Linked DNA regions of Ovis aries: region 2 is linked to region 1. The links are chromatin contacts, called in public Hi-C maps. All regions are on one chromosome and are shown on one strand. Each heading gives the region's core, a stretch centred on a gene start, on an enhancer-like site or on the middle of the called end of the contact. The rest is flanking DNA. Distances are from core to core; before and after follow the strand shown. Region 1 overlaps GPA33 (glycoprotein A33). Region 2 holds the start of POU2F1 (POU class 2 homeobox 1).

The links. A called contact is a pair of places that touch in the nucleus more often than the background predicts.
Region 2: a Hi-C map of hypothalamus shows a contact between it and region 1, with 4 times the contacts expected there. The contact joins the promoter of POU2F1 here to the enhancer-like site in region 1. A contact is called at or near these places in 5 of 16 Hi-C or Micro-C datasets (blood, hypothalamus, muscle and 1 more).

The regions. Positions count from the first base shown.
Region 1 is chr1:119,187,821-119,195,641 of ARS-UI_Ramb_v3.0, reverse strand. GPA33 (glycoprotein A33) reads left to right here. Exons shown (of 7, transcript XM_012185592.4): 4 at 5,666-5,818. Among named protein-coding and RNA genes, the nearest start is that of GPA33, 31 kb to the left of the region's middle. Within about 2 kb of position 3,496, at least 24 of the 54 cell types and tissues checked have an H3K27ac peak or open chromatin away from gene starts, as enhancers often do. A contact at or near this core is called in hypothalamus, where this site is marked.
Region 2 is chr1:119,424,605-119,432,425 of ARS-UI_Ramb_v3.0, reverse strand. POU2F1 (POU class 2 homeobox 1) reads right to left here and starts at 3,979. Exons shown (of 17, transcript XM_060403580.1): 1 at 3,907-3,979. The coding sequence starts at 3,967. LOC132658292 (a long non-coding RNA gene) reads left to right here and starts at 4,303. Exons shown (of 2, transcript XR_009597701.1): 1 at 4,303-5,068.

The DNA of each region.
Region 1 (7,821 bases), core at 2,247-4,746:
CTTGTTTTTTACCCTTAGATCTTTGTTTCATCAGGAATTTATTTTTGAACACAGGATACTAAGAGTCTTTGTTTTCTTCCAAATGAATAGCCAATTACATCAACATCATTTATTATACCAAAGAAACAATGATTTTCCCACTGGAATGCCAGGTTTATCACATGTTAAATTGCTACATATACACAGCTGTTTTTTACTCCTTATTTCATTTGTTCTCCTTTTGATTATTCCTATGCCAGTATCGCGTTGTGATTATAGTATGTCTATAGTCTGTGTTGAGATACAAACACACATGCACACATACTTATTTAGTTATCAGTATTTGTGTGCATGGCTTTTAAAATCTGGCACTATGTAATATCTTCTCTTACTAAACTTTTCCAAATCAGTTTTACACATTTATTCTTTCATGTTAATATTAAAATCACATTGTTATGTTTACAAAAAGTTGGTTGGAATTATGTTCAATTTACATATTAAGTTGCAATGGAATGACATTTTAATGATATAAGGAAGACGATATATCAGATTTTCTGACCTACATTGGCGAATCTATAGTGACTGGATTCCAGGCTTTCTGTGGCCAAATAAAGACTAATGTGTTTACTTAGTTGTGTAAGAGGAGGGCAGGAAACTGCACCCATTCCATCGAACTAAATACCCAGTCTCTGTGTCCTCCTGCTCTGCAAAACCAAGGGGATCCTCTTAAATGGAGGGAAAACTGCCATCAAATTGCAATGACCTTTGCCTGTATCAGTCAGTTCAATGGCTCAGTCGTGTCCTACTCTTTGTGACCCCATGAATTGCAGCATGTCAGGCCTCCCTGTCCATCACCAACTCCCGGAGCTTACTCAAACTCATGTCCATCAACTCAGTGATGCCATCCAGCCATCTCATCCTCTGTCGTCCCCTTCTCCTCCGGCCCTGAATCTTTCCTAGCATCAGGGTTTTTCAGATGAGTTAGCTCTTCGCATCAGATGGCCAAAGTATTGGAGTTTCAACTAGGACTGATTTCCTTTAGGATGGACAGGTTGCATCTCCTTGAAGTCCAAGGGACTCTCAAGAGTCTTCTCCAACACCACAGTTCAAAAGCGTCAATTCTTTGGTGTTCAACCTTGTTTATGGTCCAACTTTCACATCCCTACACGACTACTGGAGAAACCATAGCCTTGACGAGACAGACCTTTGTTGGCAAAGTAATGTCTCTGCTTTTGAATATGCTGTCTAGGTTGGTCATAACTTTCCTTCCAAGGAGTAAGCGTCCGTTCATTAGATAACACCAAATTCACAACCATAACAGCTATCCTTTTTTGAGCTTCTGTTTGCTATGTGCCAGGCATCTCAGTAAGTCCTCTACGGATATGATCTCATTTCATCTTTGCAATACATCTGTGCCAGTGGGTATTAACACTCATATTTGATAGAAGGGAACACTGAGACCCAAGCAGTTAAGTGACCACTAGAGAGTGTCCAAGCTTTGATGGAAACAGGGATTTGATGCTCAAATCCCTTCACTGTTCCCAACCATCAAGCCTTCCAGTTTTGGGTGATTCCCAAACTCTTCATGGCTGACAACTTCTCGGCACACCCTTTCTTTCACTCTGTGGCAGATGTAAGCTGCCAATTATGTTTTATGGTGTCATTGCATTAACTTGTGTCTTGCCCTTCCTGTGCCCATGCTAATGAAAGAAGGTTGGAGAGGCAGAGCAGTGCCAGCCATGGATGTGCCCACTGTCCACAGGACATGCCCATTTGGAAGCGTCACTCACTGAAAACTGAGCTTCTGTAACTGCTCTTCCACACTGAAGGTCTTAACCGAGGTCTGGGACACTGAAGAGCCATAGCCCTCTGAGTACATGGATATTTCTTTCAAGGTTTTCACGGGGAGCTTTGATGGTCTTAGAGCTGTAGGAACACCTCTCCTAATCTCCTGGACGAGGCTGACACCATCACATTTTATTATCTGACGGCATTTTTACAGCTGTGTTTCGGTTGACCCAGACCAGGTGGAGCGCTGTGATGTGTTTTTCTCCTGGCCTCGTGGAATCAAGAGTCTGCCTGTTTGTGAAGAGCTCCTCGTGCCAAAATCTCTAGTGCAGCAGACTGTTAGAAAGAAGCCTGTTTCTGCTCTGCCGGACTGTTATTGTTCTCCCGCTCCAAGGACCTTAGTCCTGACGCAAATAAACATATAGCTGTGTTTGGTGACCCCTTGCCTCTTAAAAATATACGAATTTAAAGAAAGATGAAACAAAAAAAGACAAACATTCACATATATCATTGGGTTTTATTTCTCCATGTTTTCTTCCAGTTCCTATCCACATACTTATTTCTGTACATAACTGAATTTGTAACCTAACCATAGGAACTTTTCTCATTTCATATCATTACATGCTGTCTTAGCACTTGCTGCTCTTTAAGCTTCATGCCACTTCAGCAAGGGAATGCTGAGTCCTCTGTCCCAGAACTGGACGCTGTTTCCAATTTAAGCTATTATAATTAATGTTGCATTAAACCGTTTTGTGTTCACAGCACTTAATTTTATCTGCATTAGCTCCCGAGAGAGATATTACTCAGCCAGGGAAATGAGCATTTTCCTCCAGCTTCTCTTCTGCACTGTCTGCCCTTCCTCACCCCCTTCCCTTATCCTGGTTCACCCCCAGCTGAGTCCCTCACTCTGCTCCACCTGGCCCTTCTCTGGCTGATTCTGGCTCCTCTGGCTTCCGTATTTAACGGCTTTGGTTTTCTTCTGGCAGCAAGCTGGTTTCAGGCAGGGCTGCTGCTGCTAAGTCGCTTCAGTCATGTCTGACTCTGTGCGACCCCATAGATGGCAGCCCACCAGGCTCCCCCGTCCCTGGGATTCTCCAGGCAAGAACACTGGAGTGGGTTGCCATTTCCTTCTCCAATGCAGGAAAGTGAAAAGTGAAAGTGAAATCGCTCAGTCGTATCTGACTCTCAACGACCCCATGGACTGCAGCCTACCAGGCTCCTCCGTCCATAGGATTTTCCAGGCAAGAGTACTGGAGTGGGCTGCCATTGCCAGGCAGGGCAGCAGGGCCCAATTCAAGTGTGAATGAATGACCGGATTTCCCCCCCTCTCTTCTCTTAGGACCAGCTGCTCTTATGAGACGAATTAGTTAAACTCGAAGAGCAAAGACTACAAATTTAATCTGAGATTATGAAACTCGGTGAAAAGACTGTTTTGCTTTAGAAAGATAATTGGTACTATATATTAAGTAAACCCAGGAAAAAAGATTTTTACAAGTTTTATTTCCAAATGGTTTGCTGCTGGGCTGATTTTAGGCAGAACAGCTTTTGAATTAAATGGGGTCGTCCATTCAGGCTGCGTGACCTCACAGTAAACTGAAGCGAGCACGGAGCTTCCGGAAGGAGGGGAACCGTCTTGGTCACCAAGGGGCAGTCACCTGGCCAGGGGACCCGGGACCTGGCGAAGCCGAGCAGGACTGATCGTCTTCCCGGCCTTTGGCGCCCCCTGACGTCTGCAGCGGGAGTCGCAGGCTTTGGAGAGGCCTGGACCCGCTCCCTCCCATCACTCCGCCCTCTATAAATATTCAGGCGAAATCGACAATCTATTTAGGAGCTGGGACGCGCCAACTGAGAATCCAAGATCTACAAGAGTCCTACAACCCCCCTCAGCGGGTGGAACGGCTGTTTGAACTAGATCTGTATGATTCTAGGTCCTAGCTGTTTTTGATGGTGAGGGCTGCGGAGGGGAGCTTCCGGGAGGGGCTGGACGGAGTGGGGGCTGGCGGTGCCTAGGATGAGCTGAGGTGGGAAAGTAGTTTGAGGGCTGTGGCTTAGGGCCTGGGGAAAAGACCCTGACACATTCCTCCATAACGTGGGTCTCCTAGGAAGTGGTTGGTCCCTTGTTTGCCGTTATTTCTACTGGTGCCTTTAGAGTGGATTAGGGATTTGTTTTTAATAATTTTCCCTCAGCAAATGGTGGCGTAAGAAAGCTAGTCACTGGATATGTTCAGCATATGCTGGCTACTAGTCATGCACCCTTAGCATGGTTCTGAGTCAGTGAGAGACTTCGAAGGTGGTGTTGTATTTGTGGCCAGTCTCTTTTGTGGAATAAAAGGTGAGGATCCTGTTAAAGGAGTACCTGGGAGCAAGGGTGAGAGTTTCTATTGGTAGGGAGGGATGTTCCTGGACCTCTGGAGAGCTCAAGACACGAAGCCTGGGTCATGAACAGCTCTGACCAGGAGCCAGTCTCCTCAGAAGTGATGCTCTCTTTCTCTGTCCTGCAGATACCTGCGGGCTGGGCCAGCAGGGAGGGCAGAGAGCTGTTTGTGAGAGTAGCCCATGGGTGGCAGCCTTTTCCTCCCCAGGCTGCTTCAGTCCCCGGGGTCTGGGCATGGATACCTGAGTCCTGTTCTTGAACCTAAGGCCTTTTAGTTTTAGGGACTAACTGACTAGGGTGGCAATGGGAAATGCCTTTGATTTGCCCCATGCTGCTCCATGCCTGACTGCCCCTCACCAAGACAACAGGAAATGAGGGGGCACACCCAGCAACCACCTGCCTTTGTCGGACAGCAAATACCAGAGCAGATGTGAAGCTAGAGGGGAGAGGTGCCTCCTGGATAGCCTCTCCCAGCAGCCCTGGGCCGAGCGGAGACTGGAATTCAGCCTCCACGCCCAGTGAGTGTGCGCCTGTGCAGTCTACACTGTAGAAAGGGCATCATTGTTTACTGGGGCAAGCAAGCCATCCAAGGGGGCATGTAAAGAAAGAAGCAGGATGGACAGGCCTGCCACTGAGGAATTCAGTAACAGTACTTTCCACTTGTGTCCTCTTCCTCCCACCAAAAATGACACTGCCTGGAGTCTTCTTGCCTCAGGGCCTTTGCACAGGCTGCTCCCTCGGGCTGGAGTGCCATCCCTCTCTTTCTCCACCCCTCCCAGCACCTCCACTACTGGCTTCATGACTAAGTCAGTGTCCCTTGTCATGCCTTTCCTGTCTCAGCATTGTTGCGTCCTGCCTGGTCATTTTTTTTTTTTTTTTGCCTCCACTGGATTCCTTAAACACAAAAACTCACACACTCTGTTATCTCCATGCCCAGCAGAGTCAGGTATACAGTATTTTTATAGAACAAACCACTGTACGCAGTGGTGTGATAACTTACAGTGTTGAGTGAACAACCCTAGCTTAAGGTCTTCAGGAATTCTAAGCGATCAGGTTAGGCTGTGCATTGAGGGTGGGTGGCCTGCTGGTTTTCGCAGCCTTCTTTCTGTGGACTTCTTTCATGTGTGTCTGTTCCTTCCTACCCCCTCCATCAGCTCAGCCCTCATTCTCTACCCTGCACATAATCCCGCTGCCGCCAGGGGGCTCTTCCATCACCCAGTCACTTGTGGTAATTCCATTTCATCAGCAAAGCACCGGAAGAGCTCTGCTTAACTGAAGGGAACATTCCTAAGAAGTTAGCATTGAAGGGTTTCAGAGAGAGAGGCTTTCACTGAAACCAAGGGTAGGCAAACTACAGCCAAATCCAGCCTGCAGACTGTTTTCTATGCTGTGCGAGCTAAGAATGGTTTTTACCTTTCTTTGCCTGTGAACAAACAAGGCAGTTCATGTGTGTTGGGGTGAGGGAGTGGCTGTCACCAAACCCCAACTAATTCCTGGCTTCTCTCTGGCTCTTCCCCTGTGTAGTGCCGCCCTCCAAGCCAGACTGCGGCATCCAGGGAGAGACTGTCATTGGGAACGACATCCAGCTGACCTGCCAATCAAAGGAGGGCTCCCCAGCCCCTCAGTACAGCTGGAAGAGCTACAATGTCCTGCACCAAGAGCGTCAAGTAACACCAGGTAAAAAGGTCTGCAAGGAAGGCCAGTCCCCCACATTGAGGTGCCACTGATGTGATTAGCACTGCCAGAGGAGACCCTGGGCTGACCAGTCAGATGCCCCTGAAGGCTGCCTCTCCCCCCTGTATTTTGCACTGGATTACCTTGGACCATCTCTCTAAGCAGCATTTTTCCCATTATAGTGCCCACCTCATAGGTTATTGTGACAAATAATAACATCGTACATGTTACTTGTTTTCTTTATTCCCCATAACTTAATTCTCTCGAGTAAGCATATATCAGTAACCAGTGCTGCACAAGTGCTGGTGGGAGTTTAATTTTGATTATGATTATGTCTTAAAGTATGCATTTGAGTCCTCAAGTCTAACTCTGTGGCTCCACTTAAGGACAGAGAAGTTTCTATTTCCATCCCTTATCTAGGCAGATATATCTCGGATTGCCCTGGTTCCCACCCCAAACTCAACCCTATTATATGGTCCCACCCACTACACAACTGGGTCTGCTATGAGGTTCCCACATTCTCAGGAAGGAAATGGTAGGTTCTGCAGTGGTTGCCAGGAGACTGGTTTTGTACCAGGCAGTTTGGTATTTGACCTTTCGATCAGGAAACAAACTGGAAAGAAAAAAGGAGCTATATAAACATCCCGCTGCCATTACCTTGGAGTCAACCGATGTGGGAAAACCCCAGTGGAATCCCTGGGCCCTATTTCCACCAGCTGCTTAGCCAGCTGCACCCACCACTCCTGAAGATCAAGAAAGACAAGGTCTGGAAAGTCCCATTGGATTAAGTTCTGGGAAGACTTTCTATCCAGTGTGGGTGGAAAGGAAGCGAGTGGTGGAGCAGTGGGTATAGACAACAGGTCTGAGGAGATGAGACGGGAGAGCGGGTCCCACCACGTGAGGGTGCAGACAGGGGCTCCCGCCAAAGAGGACTTAAGCTCTCTATACCATTCATTTGTTTGGGGGGTAAAACAACAACTTCTGAAAAGTTAAAAAAAAAAAAAAGAATTAGTAGAACCCGCTCTATTGAACATAAAATAGAAGATGTGTTATGGATTTCAACAAAATTCTGGATTTGTTTACATATTTCTAGCTGGCAAGTTTTTACTGAGTGTGTCAAAACTGGTTGGCAGCTCTCCTCTGGCTGTATGGCCTCCTGTCTCTGGGCTGTGAACAGCGCAGGGACTCCATAAATGGTCACAGGTCAGCCACAGACGCTAGTTGATCCGGCCTTCCAGCAGAGTGTGTACAGCAGAGGGCTGCATGAGTACAACATGCTCAGTCACTCAGCTGATTCTTTGTGACCCCATGAACTCTAGCCTGCCAGACTCCCCTGTCCATGGAATCTTCTAGGCAAGAATACTGGAGTGGGCTGCCATTTCCTTCTCCAGGGGATCTTCCTGATCCAGGGACCAAACCTGTGTCTCTTACATCTCCTGGATTGGCAGGAAGATTCTTTACCACTGACCCACCTGTCAGTGAAGCTAGCAGAGGGTAACAAGATGGGAAATGCTGCCATAGTTTGTATCCAGTGATGCTAGAACCCAGAGGGGCCAAAGAAGGTTTCTTCAAGGAGGGGGAACTTGAACAGGCAGGAGAGCATGGTGGTTAGGAGCATGCATGGGCTTGAATCCTGGCTTGTTAGCTGTGTGATCTTGGCAAGTTAGTCTCTCTGTGCCTTCATTTGTACATCTGTAAAATGGGCATAAAATTAGTATTTATTTCATAGGGATATAGTGAAGATTTTTTTTGGCTTCTCTTTGCAGCATGTGAGATCTTAGTTCCTCAACCAGGGATCGAACCCATGCCCCTTGCATTGGGAGTGTGGAGTTAGGGAAGTCCTCTTGTGAAGTTTAAATAAAAGTACATATGAAGTGCTGAGAGCAAGTGCCTGGTAGAATGATCAGCTGTTATCTGAGCTGGTTCCTTAAGAATGAGTAGGCCAAGCATGGAGAAAGCTTAGGAACTGTGCATGCAGGAAGGATGGGAGGTACCACTGAAGAGAA
Region 2 (7,821 bases), core at 2,730-5,229, 240 kb before region 1:
AGTCACAATGGCTTTTCTGAACACTTGTGGGAAGCCACCTGATGGGTGCAGAAGGAGAAGCAGGCCACAGACTTATGCAGGCCTAATCCTAACCCTAAAAGACTCCATGACTCTCCTCTCACACAGACAGAGGCAGGAACACGTCACAACAACTCCACTACATTCCCACGATATTTTAATCATCACTTTAAGATGAGCTAGTTAAAAATAAGACGGAAAATGTCTGACAGGAAAATTTAATAGGTCAAAAATCATTTGTGCATTCATACCTCACAGTGAAACAATTTTAAAAATCACTAATCAATCAAAATAAAATGCACAAACTTGTCCAGACTAAATTAAGACAACCCAAAAAGAATTCTGAAATTACAAAAAAAAAAAGTTTGCAAAGCACATGATTTACTGTTAAGTATTTTACCTTATTTTAAACACTATAATTTCAACCTCATCCTCTTCAAGTTCACTCTACTCATTGTAACAGGTTCTAAGCCAAATATGATCTCTCCTTTATCCTGAGCAATGCTTTGAAGAAACTATATCAAGAAATATAGCTTCTTACTAGAGTTTGGGGGATTATAAAAACCTATTTAAAACAGGCATGCTTATGGATTATTTCTATGATTATACTTATTTAAAACCATGGTCCCCAATTGTGAATTTTAGGAAATGAATTTTTACAACAGCATGGGAAGCCAACCAAAATATAAGGCCAGTTAACAATACTCACCCTTTCCTGTATCATAATAATTGCAAGAAAGAAATTTTGTTTGTAAAATGCAACGTGCATTTTATCATCTTGGATAAAATATTTGCAGCCTCGGTAGTGGTTAAATTGCAGCTATAAAGGAAATTGTCCTGAGATAAATGGTTTCCCTATGAGGAGGTTTCATTGCTACACTTCACCTCAGGACAATAAATCAAATTAACTGCACCTTGTCCTCAGTCCAGTGACATCATCAGTTTGACCACATCTTCAGAATCGGGTGCAAAAACATATGCTATTTAAGGCGTGAAATCATGTTACTGTTTTCTGTCCATCCAACCTCATGCTTCAGGTCTCTGAGCAGTTATTCACCTGAACATTCTCATGAAAGCTGCAGATTCTTTTTTCCTGCTACATTCAGGCCCTGCCTATTGGCAGTAAAAGAAAAAAGAAAAAGTGAAAATTGGTATTTGAAATTGGCTTTTTAGCCCATCAAATGTAGAATCTTGTTTCCAATTAAACTGAAGACTAATGTCTCACAAAATATGTATCTTGAAACTGACCATCAAGTGCATTAACATAATTTCAAAGGTTAAACAGGTCACTGTTCAAAAACTCTTCTCCAATACTTTACTAGCAGGGGTTAAAAGAACACCAAGGAGAAGCCACACCATGCTTTTAAAAGACAGGTAATAACTATACAAAATTAAAAAGAACTCTACTAAGGGAAAGCCCCCAAATCAAAATTATTTCTTTTAAATAGCAAAAGTTAATCTGCCTTTCACAGACCAAATGTTCTAAGCCTACACAAAACATAAAATCAATTCTGACAACTTAAAGATGAGGGGTGGGTGTGCCTGGGAAGGGAATACGTTTCAAGATCAGAGTAGACACAATGCCTCAGTTTATTCTTCTATTTTCACTCACTTAACCTTGACACAAACACTCAAAGAAAATATAACCCCATTTCTGTTTTCAGGAGTGCTACAATTAAAATAAGCAAGTCTATAACAGTGGTAGCACAAAATTAATATCAGCTCCATTTTAAATTAGAATGAAGAGGCTGAAAGAATACAGCATGCTGTTAATAACTAGCTATTCTACAACTCCTAGAAAAACTACTGCTTTTTTTTTTTTTTTTTAAACAAATACTGAAGATCTTTACAAAGCCTGAAAGTGTTTAACTTGGGGGTAGAAGTCAAGGGGCAGGGGTGAACTAGCCCGAAAACAAAGTGATTTATTTTATTAAACCAAAATAGGTTTCATTCGCCTCTGAAAATGAGAAAGCATAGATTTTTTTTTCCTTAGGCCCAGTATTATGGCAAACTATAAGAAAGTCTTTTTTAAGACAAAACAGAACACGACAGAGTTGATGCTTAGCTAGGAGCTGTTTGAAAGTTGCTAACGCCCAAGAGGGTTTCTTCTGCCTTGGAGTAGAGGTAAGCGTACGGAAGTTAGTTGGGGGGGTAGGGGGAGTCATTTTGGTTATTAGTAAATAAATCAAGCGGCAGAGAACATGAGGCCTAGGCCACTGCTACAGGAGCCAAGGCCTAGCTCTCTCCTTCTCTTCCCAGCACAGTCTGGGTTTGATCTCAGAGCCCTGTGGATTGCCAAGGAAAAAAAAAAGAATCATATCGAACCACAAAAGCACATGGGGCGAATGTAAAATATAAACACGGCGTTGGGCTGTGAGTGGCTGTTATTAAAGGTCTGAATTACTAAACATGAGAGGCGGGGAAAGCCAGGCGGCCATTTCAATAATATAAACCTCCCCGAATTAGACATTATTCAAATGAGAGAGGTTCAGCTAACCAGAGCATAAGAGGACCCAGCACCCAGCAAGAAAACAGGGGCAGAGAACCAGGAAGGGGGATCCCCGCCCCTACCCAACTCCCAACCGGTGGGGGGAAACCGAGAATATTATCAACTTGTCAGCCCAGCCGGTTCTGGGGCCGGGCAGGAGGGCAGCGCTTCACGTCCCAGTTCCCGAGAGGCCTCCGGGCGCCGCTGGGGCCTGAGGGGGAGCGAGGCCCCCGAGGGTCCCCGGCCGCGCGGGTCTGGGTCAAGCGCAGAGGCGGGGGGCGGACAGGGTGGGGCAGGGGACCCAGAGCTCGGACCGCGCCGGGCACCTTCATTCGGCTCAACTCTCCCGAGAATCCACGGCGCCGGGAAACAAGGGGCTTCCCCAAGACCTGCTGGGACCCCTGACCGGTGGCCTGGAGCACATGGGATGGCCTCAGAGGACCCGCTCCTTGAGGGGAACTTTCCCCGAGGGCCGCTTTCAACCCAGTCCGCCCCCCAAGGGGGCGAAGCGCATGCCGGCGCGGACTCCTCGGTCCCTCCGCCCGGAGGCCCCCTCGCAGCGCCCAGGACCGCTCACCCCTGCGCATCTACAGCGCAGGCCCGCCTCGGGTCAGGCCACCGTTCGCGGGATGAGCGGGGCGCGGCCAGGGCGCCCGGGGCCGTGACCCGCGGGCTCGGCCCCGCTCGGACCCCGGTGCGGCGGCGGGGCGCGGGCGCGGGCCGGGCGCTGTTTGCGGGCGCACCCGGGCCGCTCTCCGGGCCGCCCCCCGCGGCCAGCAGCGCGGGGGAGGGGGCGCCCCGGCCGCGCCGGGGGCAGGACACGTGCGGCGGTCCGGCCGCCGGGGTCCGCTCCGGCCCCGCCGCCTCCCCGGCATTGTGCTCGCCGCCACCTCCGTCTCGCCCTCCACGCCCCCCCCCACCCCGCGCCCGCCCGGCCCGGGTCGCCCGCCCGCGCCCCGCCGCGCCCCGCCGGCCCAGCAGCTATGAATATGTAAAACGTCTTTATTGTCCTCTCCCTCTGCCCCGGCCCCGCGGCCCCGCCGCGGACCCGCTCGGGTTGGGGCTCGGCGACGAGGAGGCGGAGGCGGCCGGCGGCCGGCGGAGGAGGAGGGCCGGTGCCGGCGGGCGGGCGAGCCCGCGGCGGGGTGGGCTAGGGGCAGGAGGAGAGCGGCGGATCGCAGCCCCCTTTGCCCCTCGTCTTCCCCCTCCGCCTGGGCGCTCCGAGCCTCTTTCCCCCTCCGCTCGGCGCCCGGCGGGGGCTCCGGGCTCCCTGGCCCCCCATCTCCCCGCCGTTAATTATAATAATCCTGAGTACTAATAAATTATGCTAAGTCGCGGGGGGGGCAGCGGGAGCCGGGGTTGAGTATGAATATGAATATGTAAAATGCTGTAATGATTACCTGCTGCTGCTGCCGCCGCGGCTGAACTCTCATCTTGACTCGCTGCTCCTCCGTCCGCCATTTTGAATATTTTAACCAAAATCGCCCGGTCGATAAACCCTCCCTCGCTCCGGCTCCCCTCCCCCCGCCCGCCCTCCAGACCTCCTCCCTGCTCTCCGCCCCCTCCAGCTCCCGCCTCTCCTCGGGCGCGCGCCAGGGGGCGCGCGAGGCTGTCCCCCTGGAAGAGGCCCACCTCCACCGGGCTCTCTGCGCACGCGCCCCCTGGCAGCTGTGGCTCCTCAGTAGCTAAAGCGCCCTCAACCTGCGAGTCACTCCGCTTTATTTTTTCCCGTCTGGGCTCTGCACATGCGCGAATTTCCCCACGCGCCTGAAAGGCTGTCTGCGCTTGCGCCATTTCCCCTTGGCTCGGTCCTGATATGTGAACTGTGAAGTGTAGTACGGAGCGCGATTGTGGCATCTTAATATCCTCCCTTCTCTTCCCGCTTTACTCTCCCGATTTTACTCTGGCTTCCCCCAGTGGCATACTACAAGGACAGGGGACACAGTAGCCGAAAGGGTGGAGACGCGTGAAGTGGCGGTGGGCGGACTGGCCCGCGCCCTCTTCGCTGCGCACTTTTTAAGGCTTTCCGCGCGGTTTAAACACCGACAACAAAGGACGGGCCGCTCCCCTGCTAGGTAATTTCCGGCCCTGCGGGCAGGTAGGGGCGGAAACCAGCCTCGGGGAACCGGGCTGGAGGCACCTGCTGGGCCTGGCGCGGGCCTCCCGCTTTAAGTTTGAATCCGAATTAGTCCCCGCCCTCAAGCTTGCGAATGCTGGAGACCTGACCCGGGCCAATGCGAAGGGGAGGGTCCTGTGATTCTTTTAGTTAGCTCCAGATCTTCTGCTCTACTTGTTTCCAACACCCGGCTGGCTTCCACGTTAGCTGGGAGTTTTTATTAAGTCGCCAATTCCCGCCCCTACCCTTTCAGGTGCCTCGATCGCCGCTCACCGGATGGAAGCAAATAGCCGACCTCTGGTCTACAGATAGGCATTCTTCCCTTCCTTTTGGTTAGGAACATCTTTTGAAACCTAGCATAAACTGAAAACCCACGACCTAGTAAATAAAAACATGTCGAAATCAACGGTAGCTTCATCAAGAATTGTACTATATTGCTTCTCAAGGTAAATATGAAAAATAGGCGTTTTCCGAGGTAGATATCTTTGCTTGTAACTAGTCATAATATTCTAAGATTTCTTTATATAAATGTAATAGATTTTCCTGGACAAGACCCAGGTCTAATTATTTTACGAATTATTAAGACTTACGGTTTTTCCTGTTTTGTTTGTTTGTTTGTTTGTTTGTTTTAAGAGGAGTGTACTGTTATTTCATGGTTACCAAAGAAAACCAAGAAAAACCTTTTTTAAAAAAATTAGTTTTAGGTAGTCTTGAATTCTTGCCTAGAGAATCCCAGGGGCGGGAGGAGCCTGGTAGGCTGCCGTCTGTGGGGTCGCACAGAGTCGAACACGACTGAAGCGACTTAGCAGCAGCAGCAGAGGAGAAAAAAATGAGTGTAAGATTTAAATTGAGTAGGATTACAAATTCTGGTCTTCCCAGGTGGCTCAGGTGAAGAATCCGCTGGCCAGTGCAGGAACTGAAGGAGACTGGGGCTCCATCTCTGGGTGGTGAAGATCCCCGTGAGGAGGAAATGGCAACCCGCTCGGGTGTTCCTGCCATTCCTGCCAGGATAACCCGATGGGCCGAGGAGCCAGTTGGGCTGCAGTCCAGGGAGTCGCAAAGGCTAGAACACGACTGAGCACGCAGGCACAATTTCTGCACTAAGGAAAAAAACTGATCTCTAGGAGATAGCCAGCCATTGTTTAATAGCTAAAGTTTTAATCATTGTTCTTAAGCTGCTCATTGAATTTCTTACACTGTGCAAGTACAGTTAAAGCTATTGTCAGTGTCAGCCAATGAATTTTCCAGGTGGTATTGATTTATTCATGGCAATTAAGGCCTAGGGTGTATGCATGACTGTTTAAGCCAAATAATTGGGCTACCCTATAATCTATTTCAGACAATGGCCAACCAACACACAGTTAAGGAAATGCAAAATTTAATCGTTACAATTAATCTGTAAATATAGCATATTCACCAGCATTGCTATTAATAGAAAGTCTCAGAATCCTCAATCTATTTGAAACTGAAAGTTGCTCATCAGTCAGACTCTTCGTGATCGGGTAGACTGTACAGTTCATGGAATTCTCTGGGCCAGGATACTGGAGTGGGTAGCCTTTCACTTCTTCAGGGGATCTTCCCAAACCAGGGATTGAACCCAGGTCTCCCGTGTTGCAGGTGGATTCTTTATCAGCTGAGCCACAAGGGACAAAGTTAAGTACATGACCCTGCTTTAAGGGCAACAAATTTGAAGTCATCTCCACTAAGAAAAAGAAATCAAATACCCTTATTTAAATTCTTATCTTCTATTTAATCTTTGTTTTGCTCTTTGTTTCAAAAAGTAAATTAGTATGACTTTCAGAAAGGAACTGAAGCCAGCAGTGCATCTGCTATTCATTATTATTTTATTTATGTAAAAGGAAATTTTTATGGAATGAATTTTTACATAAAGAAAAATAGCTCTGTGAGGAAAAGAAAGTTTAAAATACTGTGTGTTAATGATTCATCTTCCTCTTGATGGTAATATTTATGTTTCCAAATGTGTACCCAGTTCAGTTCAGTCACTCAATCATGTCCATCTCTTTGCAACCCCATAGACTGCAGCACTCCAGGCTTCCCTGTCCATCACCAACTCTCAGAGCTTACTCAAACTCATGTCCATTGAGTTGGTGATGCCATCCAGCCACCTCATCCTCAGTTGTCCACTTCTCTTCTGGCCTTCAATCTTTCCCCAAATCAGGGTCTTTTCCAGTGAGTCAGTTCTTCACATCAAGTGGCCAAAGTATTGGAGTTTCAGCTTCAGCATCAGTCCTTCCAATGAGTACTCAGAACTGATTTCCTTTAGGATGGACAGGTTGCATCTCCTTGAAGTCCAAGGGATTCTCAAGAATCTTCTCCAACACTGCAGTTCAAAAGCATCAGTTCTTAGGCCCTCAGCTTTCTTTGTAATCCAGCTCTCACATCCATACATGACTACTGGAAAAACCATAGCTTTCATGAGACAGACTTTTTTGTTGGCAAAGTAATGTCTCTGCTTTTTAAGATGCTGTCTAGGTTGGTCATAACTTTTCTTCCAAGGAGCAAGTGTCTTAATTTCATGGCTACAGTCACTATCTGCAGTGATATTGGAGCCAAAAAAAACAAAGTCTGTCACTGTTGGCATTATTTCCCCATCTATTTGCCATGATGCCACGATCTTAGATTCCTGAATGTTGAGTTTTAAACCAACTTTTTCATTCTCGTCTTTCACGTTCATCAAGAGGCTCTTTAGTTTTTCTTCACTTTCTGCCATAAGGGTGGTGTCATCTGCATATCTGAGGTTATTGATATTTCTCCCAGCAATCTTGATTCCAGCTTGTACTTCATCCAGCCTGGTATTGTGCATGATGTACTCTGCATATATGTTAAATAAGCAGAGTGACAGTATACAGCCTTGATGTACTCCTTTCCTGATTTGGTACTAGTCTGTTGTTCCATGTCCAGTTTTAACTGTTGCTTCTTATCCTGTATACAGATTTCTCAGGAGTCAGGTCAGGTGGTCTGGTATTCCTATCTCTTGAAGAATCTTCCAGTTTGTTGTGATCCACACAGTCAAAGGCTTTGGCGTACTCAATAAAGCAGATGTTTTTTTGGAACTCTCATGCTTTTTTGATCCAGTGGATGTTGGCAATTTGATCTCTGGTTTCTCTGCCTTTTCTAAATCCAGCTTGAACATCTGGAAGTTCATGGTTCATGTACTGTTGAAGTCTGGCTTGGAGAA